Linked DNA regions of Rattus norvegicus: region 1 is linked to region 2. A link is a contact called in public Hi-C data. All regions are on one chromosome and are shown on one strand. The core of a region is the stretch at or near the end of the contact, and the rest is flanking DNA. Distances in the headings are between cores, read along the strand shown. Region 1 overlaps Slc35f4 (solute carrier family 35, member F4). Region 2 holds the start of Ccdc198 (coiled-coil domain containing 198).

The links. A called contact is a pair of places that touch in the nucleus more often than the background predicts.
Region 1: a contact with region 2 is called in a Hi-C map of liver, with 2.6 times the contacts expected there. The contact joins the enhancer-like site here to the promoter of Ccdc198 in region 2. A contact is called at or near these places in 3 of 12 Hi-C or Micro-C datasets (kidney and liver).

The regions. Positions count from the first base shown.
Region 1 is chr15:25,200,391-25,207,876 of GRCr8, forward strand. The region is part of intron 1 of Slc35f4 (solute carrier family 35, member F4); the gene reads right to left. Among named protein-coding and RNA genes, the nearest start is that of Slc35f4, 110 kb to the right of the region's middle. Within about 2 kb of position 3,376, at least 4 of the 93 cell types and tissues checked have an H3K27ac peak or open chromatin away from gene starts, as enhancers often do. A contact at or near this core is called in kidney and liver, where this site is marked.
Region 2 is chr15:25,004,007-25,011,433 of GRCr8, forward strand. Ccdc198 (coiled-coil domain containing 198) reads right to left here and starts at 2,536. Exons shown (of 7, transcript NM_001427732.1): 1 at 2,485-2,536; 2 at 2,168-2,391; 3 at 837-919. The coding sequence starts at 2,387.

The DNA of each region.
Region 1 (7,486 bases), core at 2,126-4,625, 200 kb after region 2:
TACAAGGTTTGGATTTGAGTAGTGGGCAGGGTTCTGCATGTTAAAGCAGAACAATCCGAGATGTGGTCCTGCCCAGGATGAATTTACCTTTGGATTTCAGTTGCTCCTGCAAGGTTACCGACAAAGTTGTCAAGAGACAAATTCGCCTCCTCTGGGTAGCCTCACCTTTAGTCTTTTCCTTTTGTCAGCATGAAATTTTATTTCTATTCCTTGGGGTTTGTTGTTTCAACGGTCTGATAGCCAAAGTGAGGGGTTCAAGCATCTTTTCAGAATACCCTCTCTCCTGCCCGGAAGCCTATCAGAAAACAAGCATCTGAGGTAATAAATTCTCCTCCTCTCCAGCAGCGTGTGGTGTTTGGCTTCCATTTGGTTCAAACTTCAGAGAAACTTTGAACTCCTTTTCTTGTAAGTTCTTCACTTCATTTCCAAATGTTTCAGGGAGAGATTTCAAATGTCTGCCCGTTATTGATTTTCAATTTAATTCCACTGAGAAAAAGACCTTTTCCACTTATAACTTAACTTCCTTTTCAACTCAAGACTTGCTTTCGTGATCAGAATGAAGTATGTCTTGGTGTGCTTTGGCATGGTTTCTGTTTATAATGTCTGGCATTTCAGAATTCGTTTAAATGTAGCGTCCTGTTGTTTGTTGTTTTGCTGTCTCGTCTGTTTTGGGTTCTACTTCCTTTTTTATGCTTCCTTCCTTTAGAGGAAGTAGGGGTTTTTAATCATCCCATTTCATTTCCATTGTTGCGGATGTGAGGGCGATCTGGCTGCGACATCTGTCACCCCATTGATCGCCAGGGTTGATTCGGCTGATCTGGCTGGCTAGGCGGGTGTCCCCTTCCTCCCTCACCGCTCCGTGTGCGTCCCTCCCGAAGCTGCGCGCTCGGTCGAAGAGGACGACCTTCCCCGAATAGAGGAGGACCGGTCGGTCTTCGGTCAAGGGTATACGAGTAGCTGCGCTCCCCTGCTAGAACCTCCAAACAAGCTCTCATTTCCATTGTTGCTTTATCAACTGTAAATGTGAGGATTCTCATTTCATTACTCTAGTACTCTATTTGTCATTTTTAGTGCACATGGGTGCACATGCATGCACACACATGCACCCATGTGCACGCACACACATTCACACGACATTGTGATTCACCTTCAAGCGATAATATGACACGATGTAGATTAAAAAGTTTCCAGTGGTTTTCTTTCACCACTTCTCTCTCAGATTCTGTGAATTCATTTATCATCTGTTGGGAATTGGTCCTAATGCCTTGTCTTAATTCGGCTCCCAAAAGCCTCACTTCCAGACACTGAGGGTCCCTGCCCACAGCTGGCTTTGATTGGTGATAAAGAATTGCCCTCCAGCCAATGGCTGGGCGGGGAGATGGAGGCGGGACTTTTAGATTGAGCAGGCAAGGGACTAAGGAAAGAGGGAGAAGAACAGGAGAATCTCCATGATGGGGGAGCAAAGAGAACATGACTTAAAGGCCCACCAACATGCAGGATTCTAGGAAAGTGGCCCTAGGGGCCATTCCTCTGATTGGGGTAGCAGAGATGAAATATAGATTTTAAAATATGTTAACTCAGGTATACCGGAGGGGAGTGCATGCTAGCAGAGGGGAGGTTTAGAGGTGCTCAGCCATTGAACTAGTCAAGGTGTATCAAAATTAGCTGCTCTGTGTGTGTGTGTGTGTATGTGTGTGTATGTGTGTGTATGTGTGTGTGTATGTGTGTGTATGTGTGTATGTATGTGTTTGTGTGTGTGTGTGTGTGTGTGTATGTGTATGTGTGTTTTCATTCTCGAGTCCAGAGATCTCTTGGGTGGGTGCAATGTGTGCAACCAACCAGGAGCCAAAGTAACTTAACTAATTTGCTACAAACATCTTTATTTTTACTTAGGTACTCAATTCCACACTTCACTGTTACATTATCCTTAAAGAACAAACATATCTTAGGTCCCATTGCTGTGACAAAATGACCGGATAAAAGTGATTTAAGAAAGAAAGTATTTCTTTTGGCTCGCAGTTCAAGGGATACTCCATCAAGCTTGGGGAAGTCAAGGCAACAGGAGTGTGAAACAGCTGGCCTCATCATATCCATAGTCAGAAGAAGAAAGCCATGAATGCGTGCTGCCTCTCCATTTATACCGTCTAGGATCCATCCTGGGACATCCCTCCTTAATCAATACCATCAAGAAAAATCCCTCTCAGGAGACTTCAAGGTTATTCTAGATTTTTATCAAGTCAATAATTTATAAAACCTAAAACAATCTTAGCTATTTGTTCATATAGATTTAACCTCCAGACTTTCCGTACCTTTATGTTTATTATATTTGTTGGTCTCAGGAACTGCTTTTGCAGGCAACAGGGACATGAGCATCTGTTGCCATGGCAACGGCCACACATTCCCAGCATACATTTGGTTCAACTCTCACCTTTACCTGGGAGCAGTTACATTGAAGTTCAATGGTAGACCTTTTCTGTCCCTTCCTCTCTTTCTCTCTTCTCTCTCTCTTTCCCCCTCTGTCTCCATCATTCTTAGTAACCCTCTTCTACGTGGGACCATTATTGGCCTGGTGTTCTATTCTAACACAACAATATACCCCTAGATTCTTTTTATCATCCTCCATCTCCTCCTCTTCCTCCTTCTCTGTCCAAATCTCTCTCTTTCTTACAAAATCAGTCTGCGCATCAAAACTAGGACCTTACTCATGCTAAGCAAGGGATCTATTACTAAGTAACAAACAAATATTTCTCTCATTCATTCATTTATTTATCTATGTATGTATGAATTTAAGCAGAATATCATGTACCCCATACTGGGCTTAAAGTGGTTAAGTAAATGAGGATGGCCGCAAACCAACTCCTGATCCTCTTCCTGAAGGGACTGGTATTGGCTTAGGACCATCAAGGCCAAGTTCTCAGCCCCAAAGCAGATTTATTTGCCCTAGAGGAACAAAAGGCAGGGAATAAGAGACAAAGTCAGGAGATAGAGGAAGAGAGAGAAAGGGGAGGCGACAAAGGAGAGTGGGAAGGGTATTTATCCAGGAGGACAAAGGACTGCATGTGGACAGAGAGGAGACAGAAGTGGCCCATAGGCAAATAGTTTATAAAGGTAAAAGGGGAAACCCTGTGTTAGGACAAGGTGTTAAATTTTAATTGGTCATATTAATTACGTGAGCCATAGGGGACTTATGATTGCTGGACTTCAATACTTTGGTAGCTGGACCTTGGGAGTCAGTCTCAGGAGGAGCAAGTAGTCAAATAAGGGAGTAGACCTTGGTGGCCAGCTTTAGGAATGTAATCTAATGGTTGTTAATGAGGCAGAGGGAATGGGGAGAAGGGCAAAGCCTGCCAGAGTTAATTTTTACCAAACTCTCGAACTGAAGTAAGTTAATAAATAACATGTCCTGATACCATGGGAAACTATGTACTCACTCTGTTTCCCTACTGTGTCTTCAGCCTGCTTAAAAACATAACAACATAGCAAGCCTTACTATGCCATGAGCTTCCTATGGAATCAGCTTCTGCAGGCTAAGCTAAACGCATTCTTCAATTTTAAATTGTCTTGTCTTCCGTGCCCTGAACAAGAAGGTCAGTTAAGAACGTTCTTCTCTGGTAAACCACACTACAATGTTTTGATTGAGATAGGAGATTCCTCATTTCTTTCCCATATCATGCTTTCTGTGTTTTTCATGCAAAGCTCTTTGTTGGGGACAGATAACAGACAGCAGGGATAGGAGATTCAGGGAGAAAAATGACGAATTCAAATCGGGGCTTGCTCTCTCTCTCTCTCTCTCTCTCTCTCTCTCTCTCTCTCTTTCTGCCTTTGTCTCTCTGTCTTTGTCACTCTCTCTCTTTGTCTCTCTGTCTTTGTCACTCTCTCTCTTTGTCTCTCTGTCTTTGTCACTCTCTCTCTTTGTCTCTCTGTCTTTGTCACTCTCTCTGTCTCTCTTTCTCTGTCTCTCTGTCTTTGTCCCTGTCCCTGTCTCTGTCTCTCTCTCTGTCTCTCTGTCTCTCTCTCTCTGCCTTTCTCTCTCTGTCTTTGTCACTCTCTCTCTCTCTTTGTCTCTCTGTCTTTGTCACTCTCTCTGTCTCTGTCTCTGTCTCTCTCTCTCTGCCTTTCTCTCTCTGTCTTTTTCACTCTCTCTCTTTGTCTCTCTGTCTTTGTCACTCTCTCTGTCTCTCTTTCTCTCTTTGTCTCTCTCTGTCTCTGTCTCTGTCTCTCTCTGTGTCTCTCTCTGTGTCTCTGTCTCTGTCTCTCTGTCTCACTCTCTCTGTCTTTTTCACTCTCTCTCTTTGTCTCTCTGTCTTTGTCACTCTGTCTCTCTTTCTCTCTTTGTCTCTCTCTGTCTCTGTCTCTGTCTCTCTGTCTCTGTCTCTCTGTCTCTGTCTCTCTGTCTCTCTGTCTCTCTGTCTCTCTGTCTCTCTGTCTCTCTGTCTCTCTGTCTCTCTCTCTCTCTCTCTCTCTCTCTCTCTGTATGACTATTGTGTCCAGAGCTAAAGTAGTTCTGTTTTAGCTGGCCCATCTAGCCATCTTTCATTTTGAGGCACAATGCCATTAAATTACCCAAGCTGACCTTGACTTACTTTGGGCTAGGCTGACCTAAACTGGCAGTGTTCCTGCCTCAGTCTCCTTCGAGGAGACTTATCTGGGGTTATAAGCATGAGCTACCCGGCCTGGATCATTTTTCTGTCCTGATGTTCTTGTTTTGTTTACCAAGGTCAATGACTCTCTATTGGTTCTTGATCTTTCCTACTAGTGTTTTCTCTATGATGCTCCATTGTTCCTTGCACTTTTTTTTTGCAAAAGGAAGCTCATGAGCCAATCTTGCTATGTATGCAGCAGAATACTACGCTGCAGACCTCCAGGACTTAGCCTTGCATCTTCCCCATTGAGCAACCAGTTATTCCTTACATGTTTTCGATTATAACCCCTTACCAGAGAAATGCATGGCGAATTTTCCTATAATTTTAAAGGTTGCCTTTTCCGCCCGTTGGCTTTGCTGTGCAAAAGCTTGTAGTTTGATGTTGTTGCATTTTTCTGTTTTTGTTTTTGTTGCTTGTGCTTTCGATGTCAGAGCCAAGAGATCTTTGCCAAGAACAACAATGCTACCCACTCCTGCCTTTATGTTTTATTCTAAGGTTTCAGCTTCAAGACTATAAAATGCTGCATCCCCACGCAACTCACTCTGTAGTATGTTCTCATATATATTCATGCTTGGCCTGTAGGCAAGTTTTTCATGACTAATGATTGTTGTGAGACTGCCTATCCCACTGGGGGCATTGCCACCCCTGGGGGTAGATAGCCTTGGGTGATAAAAGAAAGCAGACTGAGCAAGTTGCAGGGAGCAAGCCAGTAAGCAGCACTCTGCGCCATTCCATTTATGACTCCATGTTCCTTCCTTGAATTGTTACTATGACTTCCCTTCATGAGGGACTTTAACTAATAAAGTGAAAAAAAAACCCTTTCTTTTCCAAATTGCTTTTGGTCTTGGTGTTTATCTCAGTAATAGAAGAACCAAGATAAATGGTGGCTTAGGGTTTCCATCCTTGTGAAGAAACACTGTGACCAAAGTAACCTTTATGAAGGCAAACATTTAATTGGGGCTGGCTTACAGTATCAGAGATTCAGTCTAGTATCATCATCATGGCAAGAAGAATGGCAGTGTGCAGGTAGACATGGTGCTGGAGGATCCCAGAGTTCCACATCTTGATCTGAAGGCAGCCAGGAAGAGACTGGCTGCTGCTAGCAGCCAAAAGGAGGCTCTCTTTCATACCAGGTGGAACCTGAGCGTAGGAGCTTCAAAGTCCACCCCATAGTGACACACTTCCTCCAAAAAGGCCACACTTCCTAATAGTGCCACTCCCTGGGCCAAGCATATTCAAACCGCCACATATGGCAATACAAATGAATTGACTGAAAGATACAAGTAATTTCTGTCTGGAAGAAATGTGACTGTAGCTTCTGTGTTTTTGTGGAATACTAACCACTTTTAAAGTCTAAATGAGCAATCTTAGTCAAGTGTCTTTTATTTCAGCAAATAGAAACATTTCTGTCTTTAAAGTTCTCTTTAAATCAGCCTTGTTGGCTAACTTCCTCATGGGTCTGATAAATACATTCTAGACATGTGTTTGCTTTGGATTTTGTAAGCCACATTTTTTTACTCTGTACTTTTTAATGTATTCTCCAGTATCCATATAGCCAGCCTCAAGAGGTATCTTGATGTTCTATTTCTCCAGCTAATTTATGTATAAATATGCTTCAAATTTGTGTGGGGGGGTGGAGAGAGAGGGGGTTAGGAGGAGAGAGAGAGAGAGAGAGAGAGAGAGAGAGAGAGAGATCTCCTTAATACAACTATGACATAGAGAATATTTTCAATTAGAAGATCTAAGATAAGGGTTGGGGATTTAGCTCAGTGGTAGAGCGCTTGCCTAGCAAGCGCAAGGCCCTGGGTTCAGTCCCCAGCTCCAAAAAAAAAAAAAAAAAAAAAAAAAGAAAAAAGAAGAAAGAAAAAAAGAAAAAAAGAAGATCTAAGATAGAATAGTATTAAATATTTAGAGCAATGATTCTTCACTGCCTCTGTGATCTTGGGGAAGCAATTTAATCTTTCTTTGAGTAAGTTTCATCTTCTATCAATGTATGATAATAACTGTTAAGCTATGTTTTAGTTACTTTTCTATTACTGTGGTAAGAACCATGGACAAGAAAACTTGCAGAAAAAAAGAGTTTATTTAGGGCTTACAGTTTCAGAGGGTTAGAGTCCATAACTACCATGGTAGGAAACATGACAGCAGGCAGGAAGGTATGCCGTTGCAGTAATAGCTGGAAGCTTACATCTTGATCTCTGAGTAGGAAGCAGAACAAATCAGGAATGGCAAAGGCTTTTGAAAGCTTAAAGCAACACACCTCCTTGAAGAAAGCTATACCCCTAATCCTTTCCGAACACGCCCACCAGCTGGGCTCATTCAAATGAATCTATTGGGGCCATTCTCACTTAAACAGGGTTTTATGAGGACTAGATAATGTGGGACCAATGAAGAGCTTAGTTTAGCGTCTAAAACACAGAAAACAGCAGACAGGTATCATTCACATAAGTACAGGCATTTCAGGTTCATGGAGTACAGATTTATAACCTTAGCATAGTAAATGGTACCGGTTCTCAAACAATTTATCTGGCAGTTCACACTGTGGTAGCTTTTATCTTTTAACAGAGGCATTGGTCTTTTTTATCTTTCTTAGTGCTTTAGACTGTAGGTTTGTCATCTTCTTATCAAGATGGTATCTATTTACCTTACTGAATCTTGGAAGGCTTTCGTGGTGACTTCCTCGATCTACAGAATATGGCAATGTATAGAATTGGGGCACAAGGATCCTTCTATCTTATAGAATAATTGCATATGGAATTGCAGGTGCTATACCCCAAGAAGCCCAAGTCACAGGAGAGGTTGCATGTGGGCACTCCAGTTTGTTATTCTCTTAGATCTTCAGA
Region 2 (7,427 bases), core at 1,286-3,785:
TTTGAGTTTTCAAAGAAGACAAGTCCGTAAGAACCGACTGAGACAACAGTCCTCAACAAAGAACTCCATTAACCCCTGGAACCAGTCTGGGCATCTGGCTGAATGTGGCAGGCAAGGGTTTGACTACTTCCTTTGTTCTGCTCACAGAGAACCCCATAGACACTCTTTTCCAAGGACCCATTCTGATCTCTTTCTCTTTTTAGGATGAGCTGTCCTATTGGAATTTATACTTCTCTAAAGGGAATAATTTTAAATCAAGGTGGACGCATTAAAAATTCTTTCTCTGATGTCCCTTATTCCCCTATCCCCTCTCTTTCAGTCAGTCATGATGTAGCCCTGGCTGGCCTTGAACTTACAGAGATCTGCTTGCACCTGCTTCCCAAGGGCTAGGGTTAAGGTGATGCACGACAATATCTGGCTCTAGAGTCCCTAACTTCAACAACTGCTTACAACATCTAGGATGATTAAAGGATGGGACTAAGGGGAGATGGAGACATTTACACCAAAGGGTAGAAGTATCAGAGGCCTGTGTAGTGTTTGACTTAAATAGTTGTAGTAACTGCCATTTTCAAATGTTCAGCCAACCAAGTGCTACATTTGGGTCCTTTAAATCTCTGTCTATTTCCTTGTTCACATCCTTTTGGGGAGGGGGTTATGAGCCTCAGAAGTGACATCACTGCTAAAGGAAATTCTAATACTATGGCCTTTGCAACCGTCAATATTCTTTGTAACTGCATCTCATTAACAAGGCATTTAAGGTTCTTCTATGATTATGGATGAAAAGGGGTGTAAGTTATTAAAGACATTCCTTAAGAAGACTTTTAAATTCATCTTACTTGAATTCTTCGGGGTGGATGCCTTTTGATAATACTCGTTTCTTCATGTTTCAGTGGGATGTCTAGATACACGGCCCTGGATACTTGAAAGATTGGGGGGAGGGGCAATAATAATAGACCATTAATTTATTGTCAAGTTAGGCATCCAGGGTGACTATCTACACAGTTTGCATCTTTCAATTACACACGCCTAACTCACTGGTTGGATGCAGAGAGGAGACACACAGAGCAGGGCTCCTGCACGAATGCAGGTGACAACATTTTAGTCTGATTTATTCTTTCTGTATCACCCCGGGCTGGCAAAAAAATGCAAAGTTAACTATGTACTGGTCACAGGTATTACTCAAACACAGAATTTAGCCTGGAAAATAGAAACTTACCGATTAGTCTTAAGACATCTCCCTCTGTACTGGAAATGAAATCCAGGGTCTCACATGTACTAGGCGAAGTGCTCTATCTCTGAGCTGTAACTCCAGCTCACAAGTTCAATAGCATGAAATCCTCCCCCATTCCCCAAATGAAGGGAAGAAGAGTCCATTTGTGTTATTGATACGGAGTGTGAAGAAGATAAAAGATGACACAAATGTATGGAATATGTAACCAGATAACACATGTAAACATGGATTTCTCATCCCAAGTCAGCATATCTGTTTTAATTATCTTTATGGTCACCAGGAGACATTTTTACACATCATAATCAATATCCAAGAACAACTTGCAGCCACTTTAGGCCCAGAGCTTCCCCATCAGTGTGGGAAAAAGTTTCTTAGTTCTGTGATGACCATGAAGAACATGGGGTTAAGGAAGGGTGACTCACCCACTGTCTCTCGTGTAATAAATCAATTCTGTTTGGGTTGGTTTCACAATTCGCATTGGAGAGGGCTACTCCTACACTCCTCCTACTCTCAAAACTATAAAGCCTCATGCATTAAGTCCCCATGGAGACAACAGCTTAAATTTAGACTCCCAACTGAAGCACTACTGTCACCATTTAGCACATGTGGCCTTGTAATTTCTGTGGCCTTTGCGATTGTCAACATTCTCTGTGACTGCACAAGGAAGTGGGCATAGGCATTGAAATCACCACAGACTCAGGTGAAACCAGACGGTGTTCCCTTATACAGAAGGGTGAAAAGCACTTTATCCAGAATTGATACAAGCATTAAATTTAACAGAAGACATTCATCTGACAAGCAATCAGTCCTCAGTGAAAAATATTCTCCTACATTTCAATAATCTAGATTTCCAGAGATCATGGAGACAGTCATGTAAATGTACCACAGCCCTCCCAAGTCCCAGACATGCAGCTCTCATGTTTGGTTTTGCCATACCTGCAGGGAGTCTTCCATACCAGGTTTCTCTAAGAGGTGGTAGCTGTTCCAGAGTTCGATTTTGCTCCTGCAGTCTCGTGAATGAGTATGAACTTTTTTCTTCCAGGTTCCGATTCAATGCAAAGAACACGGGGCAAGTTGAGGGTGTCTTCGCTTCTTGGCTTTGTAAAGGTGTGACTTTGATCACCTGAGGGTGAGTCTTGGAGTGGCCCAGGCCCATGTTCCTTGAAATATTGAGAAGAAAACCATGATGGAGAGGGCTTGAGAGCCTTTACAGAGCTTGATTTAAGTATTTTCAGGAGTTTACCTTGGCTTACCAAAGCAGGTGTTTCCTTCATGACATCCTCCCTGTTCTGTACCCCTGACACTAACTTCTCTGGCCACTTCCTGGGAGGTTGGTTTCCATGGAGACTTCCCTTCAACTTCTACTTTGCCATTCCAGAACTAAAGAATGCAGTTAAACATTGACTTGGTTATTCTACTCTCTGAAAAACTCAGTTACATGGAGAGAAGCTTTCATTGATCATTAAACAAGTATCCAACCCCAGGCCATTACCAGACACACAGAACAGGGTTTTAGAGAAGTCTTAGAGGCCCCCTTTCATAGTAAACATGTTAGGAAGTACTAACAACCTGGATAAGCTAAGTTGTTAGAAATGAGAGGACAGATGCTAATGAGTTAGGGCTTTGCTAATCTATAATTTTAATTAGAGAATATGTCTTCCAGTTAGGAAAAGAAGCAGGGGCAGATAATGCTTCATCTGATTTTTCTGTCAATGATTTAAGCTACCTTTGAAGGAAATGAGTACATTACAGGAGAATGAAAAAAACAGTAAGGAAATTTTCCTAATCTCCCTGCTGGGAATGAAGGAACAAATTTCTTAAATAACTGATCCAAATAAAAACCATTTTCAAATAGATCCTATTTATTATGTCCTTTTTTTTCAAGTAGAAAAGAAAATGGAGGGAAATGTGCCAATGTCTTGAACAGTGGGCTTTGAGTAATGGCGTTATGGGTAATTTTTATTTCAGTCCTTTACTCAGAATGGAACTCATGTCCATGTTTGAATTGTTCATGACCACAGATCACAGGTGCTTTTGGCATACCTCCATAGAGGACTTAAAAATATTTTCCATGTTGTGAAATCTATTTGCTAAAGAGCTATCATGGTGATTAGGAAATGAGAAATGAGACTCAGAAAGGATTAATTTCTTTGAAAGCTACATCCAGTGCAAGTGTTTATTGTTTTCTTTGCTATTGTTTTGTTTTCTTGTGTGTGTGTGTGTGTATGTGTGTGTGGTTGTGTGTGTACATGTTCAGGCCAGAGGTCAACCTTGAGTGTTACTCATCTAGACATCATCCACCTTGTTCTTTTTTTAAAGACAGAGTTTCTCTCCCATTGACTTATTGGGTTGGGTTGGCTGGCCAGCAAGCCCTAGGGATCTGCCTGTTTCTCCCTCTCCAGCATTGGTATTATAAATGTACACTACTGTGCTTGGCTTTATATATGGGCTATGAGAATAAACTCAAGACCTCATGGTTTCCCAGCAAACCCTGGACTGACTGAGCCATCTGCACAGTCCTATTTTGTCTTCTATGACAGTGTCTTGCTGTGTAGCTCAGACTGTCTTTCAGGTCATTGTGTAGCCCATGGTGGTCTCAAATCGATGATCCCATTTCTTTCCAAGTGCTGGGACTATAGGCATTGCCATCATACCTTGCCAGGGTAACAATTATTAAGAGGAATGGCACAGAGAAAAGAGGGTGATGAGGACTTGGGGAAGATGAGAAGAATCAGGAAGCAAGAGCCAAATATACCATTTCTAAAGGTGTTCAATCAAAGCCCCTAGCCTAGCACAGCTCCACAGGCAATGTGGCCTGGAGATTCCCAAGAAAAGTACAGGAATTGGTAGGGTTAGAGCTTGGGCCTTCGCCGCTCTAACAAGCTAGGCTGGACCACTCATCCTTAATAAGCCAAGAGTGAAAGAAAGAAAAAGGAGATTTATCCAATGTGGCCACATTAGGAAAAGGAACAAAGAGATCCAATGATATTCCTCCCTTTATTCTCCACACCCATCCTCAGGAGCTGTGTATGTTTAGGTAAGAGGAAACCAAACTATGTGTTTAAAAATTGTGTTCATTCCCACCAAGATGCTATCAGAACACCTTGGTTCCAGCTTGGAGTGCTGGGCTATCTCCTTTAAGAAACAGTGAGCCTAGCTTTGAGCCAAAGTTATGAAGTTGGTTGCTTTTCTCAGAGAGAAATCTTAGCTCTCGTTCTTGCTTTCCTCCAACTTGCCTCAAGGCAAGACTGTTGAGTAATCTTGTTTAGTAATTTTAGGTTCTAGAGAAATTCAGTGAACACTTATAATGAGATATGTGGATTTTACTGCTCTCTGGGAAGACACGTTTTACATTTGAATGACAAGAAACAAGATCCAGGGGCTTTAAGTGTGAGCTTGGCGAGAGAGAGAGAGAGAGAGAGAGAGAGAGAGAGAGAGAGAGAGAGAGAGAGAGAGAGAGAGATTGAGAGAGAGAGAGAGAGAGAGAGAGAGAGATTGAGAGAGAGAGAGAGAGAGAACTCCGACAAGCAGAGAAGAGTAAGTTAAAGCCAGCAAGGGGGCTGGAGAGATGGCTCAGTGGTTAAGAGCACTGACAGCTCTTCCCGAGATCCTGAGTTCAATTCCCAGCAACCACATGGTGGCTCACAACCATCTGTAATACGATTTGATGAACTCTTCTGGTGTCTCTGAAGACAGATACAGATACAGTGTACATAAAATAAATAAATATTAAAAAAAAATAAAGCCAGCAAGAAGTCTTTTTTTTTATCTTTATTAACTTGAGTATTTCTTATTTACATTTCGATTGTTATTCCCCTTCCCAGTTTCCGGGTCAACATCCCCCTAACCCCTCCCCCTCCCCTTCTATATGGGCTTCCCCTCCCCATCCTCCCCCCATTACCACCTTCCCCCCAACAGTCACGTTCACTAGGTGTTCAGTCTTGGCAGGACCAAGGACTTCCCCTTCCACTGGTGCTCTTACTAGGCTATTCATTGCTACCTATGAGGTCAGAGTCCAGGGTCAGTCCATGTATAGTCTTTAGGTAGTGGCTTAGTCCCTGGAAGCTCTGGTTGGTTGGCATTGTTGTTCATAAGGGGTCTCGAGCCCCTTCAAGCTCTTCCAGTTCTTTCTCTGATTCCTTCAACGGGGGCCTATTCTCAGTTCAGTGGTTTGCTGCTGGCATTCGCCTATGTATTTGCTGTATTCTGACTGTGTCTCTCAGGAGAGATCCTGTCGGCCTGTACTTCTTTGAGAAGTCTTCTTTTTAAATGGAAATAATTCTTTACCTCTGTTCTCAGGATTGTGATTTGATCCATTTTCCTTCATTATGATGGACTTCCTAGAGTCATCCATTCTCTTCGCCCTGCCCTTTGCTAAGAAAAGAAATATGCCCAGGGTGAAATTTTCAGACACCGTTCAGACTACTATAGAAATTAAATAGTAAATTGTTATTGCAGAAGCACGTAGGAAACCAGACAACCACTCACTGGCATTATTTACTAATGAGAAGTGAACATTAAAGTCTGAACAATCTAATATTGAGCAAATAAGGTTCTATTATTAAATGGGCCATAAGCAACCACAGTTGGATATTGAATATAGTTTTCCCTTTGGTATCTACTGGAGATTCCCTGGAGGATCAAAACTTGAAGATCCTTGAGTCTCTTACAAAAAAAAAATTCCAACATGGGCTGGCAAGATGGCTCTGAGGATAAGGGTACTTGTCAAGACCAAGGACCTGAGTTAGACTGAGGGGACGGACATGCTGGGAGGAGAACATAAACTCTTAAAGGTTGTTCTCTGACCTTCGCGTGTGTGTCAGGGCACTCACTGTACAGAGAGAGAGAGAGAGAGAGAGAGAGAGAGAGAGAGAGAGAGAGAGAGAGAGAGAGAAAGAGAGGGAGAGAGGGAGAGAGGAGAGAGAGAGGGGGAGAGAGAGAGGGAGAGGGAGGGAGAGAGGGAGGGGGAAGGGGGAGGGAGAGGGAGAGAGGGAGAGAGGGAGAGGGAGAGGGAGAGGGAGAGGGAGAGGGAGAGGGAGAGGAATAAATAAGTGTAATAAAAATTGCAGAGTATTTCATCTAACCTGAAAGTATCTCTCATGTACTTAGGTCATCTTACATACTGTGGGTTATGTATAATAAATACAATCTCATGCTATACGAGGAGGAATTTACTGTACTATTTATGGAACGACAGGAAATACATCTGCACATGTTCACGTCTTTGCTTAAACTCTTCCTCCACGGATTCATCGTTGGATCTTGTGGATGTTGAACCTGATACACAGAGCCAGGAACTCGAAGGTCGTGAGGCATTCTCAGGTATTAGACTCAGGACTGACTGGCTGCCATCTCGAGCCAGGATAGTTAAATTGCCCTTTGTTCCTTTGGCATGTGATTTTTTACAGAAGTCCTCAGAATTTAAGACAATCTACATACAATTACTCCTTAGGGTTGTATTTAATTTCATACACAGGTTAATTATTGTAATTCAGTCAATAGAATGTAAATCCCAAAAGCTTGTAGGGTTGCTAAATTATGCTCTAATAAACCCACAGCCTCTTCTGCGATTGATCTGTAATGGATAAACAATCACAGGAGGGAATGCAGCAATGTGAATTATGCATTTGGTTGCCAGCTAAGCGGGGCGGATGTATGACTCAAGCCTTAACGTTTGGCCCAGTGATTACTTCTTCTTGAATTTATCTATGCATTGGGTACAAGGTGGCAGTGCGGCCAAGACCCACTTGGTTTGGCAAGTGCTTAACCAAAGCGATGTGCTGAGGCGTCTTGTAGAGGCTGCTGAATGAGTTCAGCTGAGTGAAATCGGCATCTTTGGCTTTTAAATCCATCTTTGAATTAAATATTGAAATCAGGTTACAGTGTGCTGTGCTGTTCTGAGTGCAGTCAGTGGATACATTCCTCAAAAGGGATTGCCAAGGAATTTTCTTTGATGAAAGAATTTCCACCATTGAGAATATTAGCATTTACTTAGGATACTTTCAAATATGTCTAGAAAAACCATTCCTTTCTTCCTTGCCCTTCCTTCCTGTTCTCACCTCTTTCCTTCTCTTTTGGTTTCAGTATGGAGATGAGAGCCTTCATCTGAACTTTCAGGACTTAGAACGACACAGTGGATATAAGTGTGATGTCTCTGATGTCCTAAGGTGCAGGGTGGGCTATGTGGTCCAGAAAA